2 separate regions of the Mus musculus genome follow, and region 1 is linked to region 2. A link is a contact called in public HiChIP or PLAC-seq data. All regions are on one chromosome and are shown on one strand. Each heading gives the region's core, a stretch centred on a gene start, on an enhancer-like site or on the middle of the called end of the contact. The rest is flanking DNA. Distances are from core to core; before and after follow the strand shown. Region 1 holds the start of Cd300c (CD300C molecule). Region 2 has its middle 21 kb from the start of Cd300lb.

What was found. HiChIP or PLAC-seq counts read pairs in DNA pulled down with a chosen protein or histone mark.
Region 1: a contact with region 2 is called in an H3K27ac HiChIP or PLAC-seq map of the HPC-7 cell line, with 7 times the contacts expected there. The contact joins the promoter of Cd300c here to the enhancer-like site in region 2. A contact is called at or near these places in 1 of 39 promoter capture datasets (macrophages), 10 of 484 Hi-C or Micro-C datasets (the BV-2 cell line, the HL-1 cell line, bone marrow-derived dendritic cells and 6 more), 3 of 115 datasets of contacts at active chromatin or transcription factors (the HPC-7 cell line, embryonic stem cells and neural progenitor cells) and 3 of 9 other capture datasets (adipose tissue, bone marrow-derived macrophages and liver).

What each region holds. Positions count from the first base shown.
Region 1 is chr11:114,957,382-114,962,133 of GRCm38.p6, forward strand. Cd300c (CD300C molecule) reads right to left here and starts at 3,126. Exons shown (of 4, transcript NM_001368239.1): 1 at 2,964-3,126; 2 at 2,186-2,533; 3 at 143-263. The coding sequence starts at 3,036.
Region 2 is chr11:114,910,525-114,915,377 of GRCm38.p6, forward strand. No RefSeq gene overlaps it. Among named protein-coding and RNA genes, the nearest start is that of Cd300lb, 21 kb to the right of the region's middle. Within about 2 kb of position 2,452, at least 37 of the 459 cell types and tissues checked have an H3K27ac peak or open chromatin away from gene starts, as enhancers often do. A contact at or near this core is called in the BV-2 cell line, the HPC-7 cell line, bone marrow-derived macrophages and 1 more, where this site is marked.

The sequences.
Region 1 (4,752 bases), core at 1,876-4,375, 48 kb after region 2:
ACAGAGCAACTGGCACTCACAAGACCATCCCAGGTCAGCCTGAGATTGGGAAATCCATATAGGAGGGAGATACAAACAGTTCCACCTGTGCTCTATGACCCCTGCTCCCCATCCAAAGGAGTCAGGGATTTCGGTTCCTCACCGAAGCTCAGGGCTGGGAGCAGGAATTGTGTCGTCTGTGGTCACGTTGGGCTGAGTGTGCACCGCTGAGGATGTGGGGGAAGCCAGAATGTTGATACCGTTCCCAGGGCGTGAACCTTTGACTGGAGCAAAGGATGGAAACACAAGACAGTTCTCATGACCTCCACTCCATGCCTTACCCACTAAAGCCTCTGTCACTCTGCTTCACACAGGTCCCTAGGGGCATGTGGATTATCTCCCAGCCCATATCATGGTGAGCAGAGTCTGGGTGGCATTTGCAAACATGAACCCAGTTTTCTTAGAAAGGACAGCTTAAGTGTCCCAAGTGTCTTAAGTGACAAGACCTTAGTGAGTGCCAGGTCCCATCCAGCCTCAGCCACACCTTTTGCCTCCTTGTCCACCATCTTTCTGGGGACAAACAGGGTAGTGGGACTCCATGTCTGCCTGGCCCATTCATTCCTAGTGTCAGCCAGACAGTCTTCTCTGAGGAATGAGGAGATAGAAAGTTCTAGAAAGGCAGATGTGTGTAGGCCCCTGAGGAGAATGGACTCTACTGCAGAGTAGTGATGTCAGTGGGATTGAAGCTCCAAATCTTCAGTACAAACCCACAGATGAGGTTTCAGTGAAACATATAAGGGGAAAATCAAAGTGGAGAACCAGGCACCAGAACCTGGGTGTGGTGATAAATGCTAGCAATTCCATACTGGGGAGGCAGAGACAGGAAGATCAGGCATTCAAGATGAATCCTAAGTACACAGTGAGATGGTGGTTAACCTGGGCTACACAAGATCCTCTCTTCGAATAATGATGATGGTAATGGTGATGGAGAAGGAGAAGAAGAAGGAAGAAGAGGAATTAGAAAGAGGAAGGGGAGAAGGAGGAGGAGGAGAGGAAGAAGAGCAGAAGGAAGAGAAAGAGGAGAAAGAGAAGGAGGAGGAGGAGAAGGAGGAGGAGGAGGAGGAGGAGGAGGAGGAGGAGGAGGAGGAGGAGGAGGAGGAAAAGAAAAAGAAAACCTGGGATTAACAGAGAGGATGGGCCCTTTCCTTCAGCCCCTGTCACTACCTCAATCCTTAAACTGATGCACTGATTTGGTTTCTGTGAACAAGGGAGGCTCCATTAGAGGAGAATCAACTACAAACATGGAGAATATTGGAGAGCAAAGTAGCTGAAAGCCTGTCTTCCATCCTGCTTGACCCTCAGCCCTAAGAAGAGGAACCTTGGAGGGATTCTCTGAGTCTCTTCCAGCAGTTAATGGTTCCTTGGAGAAGGGACACAGGGGATCTTGGAGGGGGTAAGTGGGTTCCTCGGGGCACTGAGAAACCCCATAGACTGCCTAGGCTCCTCCTTGTGTCTCTGGTGGTCCCTCAGAAGTCCCAGAACCAGTGATGAAGCTGGTACCCAGAAGGGAAGTCGGGGTACCCAGGTCAGAGCCACCTTTGAGAGAGGGGAGCTGATGAGCTAGGGTATCATTCATCTATGGAGAATGGAGACAGGGCCAGAGACCTGGGAATGTGTACTTGAGTCTTAACAGGACAGGAAGTCACAAAGAGCCAGTGATGTGATTCAGAGCCTGTTTCTAGAAAGTTTCAGGCCTGAGCCTGTCCCATGGTGCACAGAGAATCCCCACCAGGGGCTGATGAGATGGCTCAGGGGGGAAAGGCCCTGCTTACCAAGCCTGATGACTTGAGTTTGACCCACAAGGTGGAAACAGAGAATTGACACTCAGAAGTTCTCTGTTCACTCACACACTCCAAGGGAAGTCCCCTAGAAACAAATACATGAACACACAAACAAATAAATAAAATAACACAGTCGTTTCTAAGGACACAGGTCCCCACTGTGCCTGTGTGCGCACACACATGTACTGGTGCACATATAGTATCACACGTACCACACATGCTCTCATGGAGGCGCGTGTGCACTCACACTCCCTGTCCTGAATCTCTCACTAGCCAAGCTCAGCATGCTGAGGTTCCTGGCTTCCTTCTTCCATGAGGGAATGGCAGGCCTGGACTCAGGCTGCCCTGGCAGGAAGGAGGCTTACCTGGGACCACGAACACCTCAACCTTGAAGGACTTATCGATCTGTAAGTAGGCATCATAAAAGAATCCTATATCCACCATACACATGTAGGTGCCTGCATCCTCCAGGGTGAGGTTCTCCAAGGTCACTGTGAAGGTGAGGTTGTCTGGATGGTCCCTGATGGACACTCGGCCATTCCTAGCTTCTTCTGAGGCACTGGTCTTGACAATATCTTTACACAGTACATTAGATTTCCATTTGCACCAGATTTTTTTTTTAGTTTTCAATTTCTTCTCATACTGACAGGACACACTGAGTGACTCCCCCACAGTGCCTGTGACAGTGCTGGGACCACGCACAGGGAAATGGCCTGGAAAACACAGACCTCAATTCTGCACCCTGACCGCTGGGGAGTAGGAAGTCTTCCCTTGCGTCAGGTCTTAGAAAACCCTCTGGTCTTGAGGAAACCATGAGAAAGGAGACAGGCTTTGTCAGATCAGGAGTCAGGACTGAGGTCATAGAGAGATTATAAAATAAATAGAGATTATGCGGTTATGGCACTGACTGTCACAGGTGACCCTCCCAGTTGTCCTGAATCTGCCTCAGGTGTGGTAGACATGACTGTATTGTGCACAGAAACCTGGCAGCCCCTGGGGAGCAGATGCTGATGGTCCTGGACCCCACCCAACCCCACCCTTCCTGCTTCTCTCTAGACCCCTCTGCCTGTGCTGACTTCTCTCTCTGTCCCTCTCTCCCACCTCCCATAGATTTCCCCTTTCAAGTAAACCCAATACACCTACCTCCATGCATATCTGAAACCAAGGAGAGTAGCACAGCTGAAGGCAGCCACAATCTTATTACTCTGGGATTCATTTCTTCAGCTCAGCTGTCTCCTGCACCCACACCAGGGCCAAGAGAGGAGAAGGACATGTCTCCTTCTAGACAGTAGAATGCCCTCTTGCCTAGTTCTCCTTTCTGTCTTCTGCTTCCTGGTCCCTGGCTCTCACTTCAGGCTCCAGATGAACAGGTGCAGGAAGGGCTCTGTTGATGTTCCAGGCCTCAGAGGCTTTGGTTCCTACCACACCCAACAAGTGGGGAAACCCACGGCTGGGGACTGAGGATGCCATCTGTCCCCTAGCCTTTACCCAAGGGCTTCCACCCTCCTGCCAGAGGCCTGGGGAGCATTTCTGTTTCTGGTCAGGTTGACCACCCTCTGTGACAAGCCCCTTCCTGAGTGGATTGGAAAGCTGCCATTCTGTTGCTCTAACTGTGTGATCACAGAGCAATCACCTCCTTCCAAATATCAGATTATAGGGCACTCTTAGTCCTTGGGGTGTCTAGGACCATTTCCGGGTTCACACTGCTGGTCAAGGTCATGCTGTGACCTGATCCCTTAATCAGAGTTTATCTGGGTGCTGTGTCCCCACAAAGAGTACAGACCTGTAGGTCACAGCTTTCACTTCTCTTGTCTTATTCTGTTTGGTTTGTTGTTTTTCTGTGGCAGAATCGCTATCCTAGGCTGGCGTCTATGTAGGTAAGGAGGACCTTGAACTGATCCTCCTACCTCCAGCTCCTGAGTCCAGCAGTTTAAGGTGTTTGTCACCACAGCCCATCCATGCTGTGCTCAGGATTGAACCCAGGGCTCTACGCATGCCAGACAAGCTCTCTGCCGACTAAGATGCATCCACAGCCCTGATTATTTGAGACAGTATCTCACACTGCAGCCCCACCTGGGCTCGAATGCAGTATTTAGCTGAAGCTAACCTTGAACTCAGAAATCTCCCATCCCTTGAGTGCCAGGCCTTGATGGGAGCCCCCATGCATGGCAGCTCTGCCTTCTTGAGTCTCCTGGCCCCATACCTAGACATGGGCATAATTTGAGGTAGGTGCTGTGTGGTAGAATGAAAGAATGACCTCAGATCTCTCCTTTCTGATGACTCAGTTTCCCAATGTTGGCCATCCACTTCCCTTTCATGTTGGGGAAGAAGGGAAAAGGGGGAGTCTGAGAGCCTGGTGAGCCACCTGGCCATAGAGGTACCTACACCCCTCTGATCTACAGCCATATCTGCAGGCTGTGGTGACATTTTGAGGGGACCTTTACACTTATGGTTTGCTGGGTTTGGACTCTCCTGGGTTCATTCCTGAGAACAATCCTTATTCCACTCACTTCCAATCCCCATTGACACAGAATGCAGATGTTCTCCCTACTAACACAGAATGCAGATGTTCTCTCACTGTATCATTTTCTTGCCTCTCACTGATTGACCATCAGGGTATCTGCCTGCATTTTTCTATGTCCACTGTTTCTTTTTGCTCTACAGAATATCAAATCAACAAGAGCTCAGAAACCACTTATTGTATTCACTGAAGGACTCTAAGGCATGGTCACTGCTTGCTATCTGTACCTTATCACTGTTCTATTGCTGTGAGGAGACACCATGACTACAGCAGCTAGTATAAGAGAAAACATTTAACCAGGGCTGGCTTGCACTTTCAGAGGCTTGGTTCATTGTTATCATGGTCAGCATGGTGGCAAACATGGCAGGTATGGTCCTGGAGACAGCAGAGTGACATCCTGATTTTCAGGCA
Region 2 (4,853 bases), core at 1,202-3,701:
GTGCGCCACCATGCCCGGCTTCCATGCAGGTTTTTTTTAATCATTATTGCTCTATAGTACAGCTTGAAATCAGGGATGGTGATTACCTCAGAAGTTCCTTTATTGTTGAGAATTGTTTTTGTTATCTTGGGTTTTTTTTCCATATGAAGTTGAAAATTTCTCTTTAAAGGCTTATAAAATTGTGTTGGAATTGTGTTGGGGATTGTACTGAATTTGTAGATTGCTTCTGGTAAGATGGGCTTAGGTTAATCCTACCTACCCACGAGTATAGACTCTTGGGGCTCTCAGAGACTGAAACACCAACCAAAGAACATACACAGGCTGGGCCTAGGCCTCCCCACACATATGTAGCATATATGCACTTTGGTCTTCATGTAGGCCCCAAACAACTGGAGCCGGGGCAGGGGGGCCCTAACCCAAAAGCTTTTGCCTGTATGTGAGATATGTTCTTCTAGCTGGGCTGCCTTGTCTGGTTTCAGTGGGAGAGGATGCCAGGGTGGGGAGATACCTGGGGGCCCCACCCACTCAGAGGAGAAGGAGATGGTGATGGGTAGAAGGATTGTGGGAGGGGGTGACGGAGAGGAGGCAATGAGCTGGATGTAAAGTGAACAAGTGAAAAATAAAGAAATAAAAGACACTATGACCAGCGACTGCAACTACGAGCTCTGAGCTTGAGTAGAACGGCTGCTGGTCAATGGGCCCAGCTAGAGATGGAGTCCCATGGGCAGTGGTGTCATAGGCAGCCCCTGAACAAGGTGGGCCCCAGGGAGGACTTGGCTCAGCCATGAGAAGACAAGCCCTCAGAGAGAAGTCGAGTGTCCTCAAGGCCTGTGAATTGAAGGTTCGGCTGTCAGCTTGTAGATGTCCTCCTTTCAATGCCATCACAGTGTCAATTAAATTCATCCCTGAGTCCCTCTGTGGTGGCTCACACCTGTGATCCCAGACAGAAGAACCTCAGAGGGTCTGAGGTTATCCTGGGCTACATAGTGAGGTGTAGGCTACAGAGTGAGTCTGTGTCTCTGAAAACAAACTAAACAATAAAAACAGTTTTAAAGTGAGTTTGAGAGAGGACCTTCAAAATATGGAAAGATTCAATGCTATGTCACTCAACAGTGAGGACAGGCTCTGAGAAATGAGTTTGTGGACAGGACTTGGAGCATGCTAGGCAAACACTCTCACAACAGAGGCCTGTCTCCAACACCCCCACCCCCCACACTATAGTTTTATATTCCTGGCAAAGCTGTAGGTGTGTTTATTTATACCACACTATACACCCGCAAGTAATGGTTTCAGCGACAATGTTAGGCAGCTCCGGCGTCACGAGGGAATAATTGTCATCTCATGACATTCTTTGAGATCCAACATCACATATGTGGTCTGTCGTTGACTAGATGTGGTTCTGTGGCTTGTGACTCTACCCGGCCATTTTGCACATATTCACGTAGATGTGGTCCTCATGTTCCTGCTCCCTCGGCCACGTGGATGCTGGGCTTCCCATTCTGAGCCCCCCTTTCCCACCCCTCAGTGTTTCAGGCCACAACTACCTCAGAGATCATTCTACATTCTCATGTAAGAATGGCAGCACCATACCATAATAATCCACTGCATGACTATGCTGGGTAAGTGTTCTACCACTGAGCTACACGCCCACCCCTTTAAATTCTTAGCTAAATTCAGGACTCCCTGAAACAGGCTCAGTGGTGGGTAAGACTACAGGAAGAGCAGTTGCAAAGCCCCCTCTCCTTAAAAAAATTAATTAATATTAATTAATTATGCTCACCGACAGAATCTGATGGAATGTATGTTAAGTTAGTCCTAATCCATCTGTCCAAAATTATTGCAAAGACCTAAAGTTTTAAACCATAACCTCAAGGCAGGATGGCAAGTTCAAGGTCAGACTAGAGTATATTAACAGACCTGTCCAAGGGGAGGGAGGGAGGGAGGGAGGGAGGGAGGGAGGGAGGGAGGGAGGAAGGAAGGAAGGAAGGAAGGAAGGAAGGAAGGAAGGAAGGAAGGGAGAAGGAAATGGTCTGAGGAACACACTGCCTTTTTGGCTGACTTTGCACTCACTGAGTGTGATGGTTTATATATGCTCAGCCCCTGCAGTGGCACTATTAGAAGGTGTGGCCTTGTTGGAGCAGGTGTGTCACTGTGGGCATGAGCTTTAAGACCCTCCTCCTAGCTGCCCGGAAGCCAGCCTTCTGCTAGCAGCCTTCAGATGAAGATGGAGAACTCTCAGCTCCTCCTGCACCATGCCTGCCTGGATGCTGCCGTGGTCATGCCTTGATGATAATGGACTGAACCTCTGAACCTGTAAGCCAGCCCCAATTAAATGTTGTCCTTATAAGACTTGCCTTGGTCATGGTCTGTTCACAGCAGTAAAACCCTAACTAAGACACCGGGCTGCCCCAGTGGTTTTGGGAGCTGATTCCACCTTGGAGCATAACTGAGGGATTGGACAGCCAATGTCTCCACCCTGTGGCCACTGCTAGAATCGCACATGTCTTGCTCTAGCTGTCCAGCCGGGACAGAGAATTTTGCATTTTCTGTGTCTTGCGACTGTGAAGGGGAAGAGCTTGAATTAAGAGGAAGGACAACAACCCTTGCCTGGCACTCCACTCCCCTGCCCTCCCCTTGATGTGGAAAGAGAACCCGAAACTTCCTGATCGCGCGTTTCCTGTGCTGTGCTCTGTTATCTCATCCTGATTCTTGACGTTTTCCATTGATTGCAGCCTGCCCAAGGGAAGGTCAGTCACTGTCCCTGTGGTGGGTATAGAAAAATGGGGGACAGAGTGATAGACAGTGAGGCAAGAAGATGCACAGATATTTTATTTTATTTTATCTTATTTTATTTTAATATCTCATGTACCCCAGGCTGGCCTCAAACTTTCCAGGTAGCAAAGGATGGCTTTGAACTCCTCATCCTCCTGCCTCCACCTTTCAAGTGCTGGGATTACAGGTGTGTGCCATCATACCCAGTTTTAACTGGTGCTGGGGATAGAAGCTAGGGCTTCCTACGGACTAAGGAAGAACTCTATTATTTAAGGCTATCTAAGTATTAGGCCTGGAACACAATGCCCAGAGGCCCCACATTGGTCCTTGTCACACGCAATGCCCAGTGTCCCAGCCATTGGTCCTTGTTGTCACCCAGACTCTCTTCCAGACCTGGACTCACTCACGTGCAGTTTCCTTGCTGCCTGCCCAAGCTTCCTTTGGATTAGACCCTACAAATATGGACCACGCAGCTCAGCAGAGCCCACAATGTACTTCTGAAACCCAAGAAACTGTCAAACCCAGAGTTCTCGACTGCCTGGGCAGAAAAGTGAGGAATGGGAATGGCAGAATCCATGGACACAGTTTAGTGGGGGCACCAAGAAGGATCATTGACCCCCCCAAACATCCTATTTATATAAATGACTTCCCTTCCTCTTTCCTTCCATCCATCTCTTCCTTCTTCCCACCAATACATAGGTCTTAGTTTTAAATGGAGACAGAGTCTCAAAGGGACCTGGAGATCAGCTATGCTCAGATGTCAACACTGTATGAAGAAATACCTTCAACTGCAAGGATAAAGCCAGCCAGGTGCTGGGTGTGGTGGCACATGCTTGTAATCTCAGGACTTGGGATCAGGAGTTCAAACTTATTCTTGGCTACACGTTGAGCTGAGGAGCCAGTGAGCAGGGGGGACAGGCCTCCTGCTGAGGTAGAGGTGAGCAGGCACCATGGTGGCTTCCTGAAAGTAACTCTCAAATGGTGAACAGAGTCTCATAAATAGAAGAGACCAGTGACCGAAGAAAAGATGTGATGTTTGTATGTCCACGGAGGAGGAGTGTGCATGACCCTCAGAAGTCAGAAAGTGGGGAGTGCTGAGAACAACTGGGGAGGCGTGAACCTGCTTGGATTTTTGTTTGTAAATAATTTTGAAGGCGCTGGGAATGTATTTTTAATGTTGGGAACGATTGAGGAATAATCATTGTAGAAAAAAAATGGAGAAGAGGCTAGAGACACAGCCAGTTACTAAGAGCATCCACATGGAGACTCACAACCGCCTGTAACTCCAGTCCCAGGGGAGCTGACACCCTCTTCTGCCCTCTGTGGGTGCTGCACAGTGTGGCGACAGACATTCACGCAGGCAAACAGTCAGACACATAAAATAAAGTAAAAGAAATAAGCTTCAGTGCCTGGAAATAATTAAAGAAAAGCTGAGCCACGCCGCACTCTGAGAGACCTAGAACACCATTCTTACATCTTTGAAACTTTCTCTCTATGCTGCTGACTTAATTATAGTTAGCTATAATTAGCAAAGACTCACCCCTGTGAATCTGCCCTCCTAACACTTTGGAAGTTGAGACAGGAGGATTGCTGCAAGTTTGAGGCCAGCCAGGACTAAAGAGTGAAGCCCTATCTCAATGAACAAACAAACAAACAAACAATAAACAAACATCTTAGTTAACGTGCCTTTTCTCCCATTCTCTATCATGCCCATCTTTCCCCATCCCTCCTTCCTGTATTTAGCTTGTGTTTATCAACTATCTGCAAGACCCCGGCTGGTGCCATAGCCCTGGGGATGGGGAAGTGAGGACATAAACAAGTTTTCTGCTCCCGGGCTTCTCCTTCTTCCTCCCACTGCTTGTCCCCAACAACGAACTTCTGGTGGTGGCTGCCACAAAGAAGAGTGCTCACGTGCTTCTGTAGAAATGAACTATAAAAAGCCTGGAGGGTGCGAGTTGACTCAGGGGTAAAAGTGCTTGCCTCTGTTTTGAGTTTAACCCCCAGAAGCCATGTTAAAAAGCTGGACGCAGTGGTGCAAGCCTGTAATGTTAACACTGCTACTGTGAGGTGGGAGGTATAGA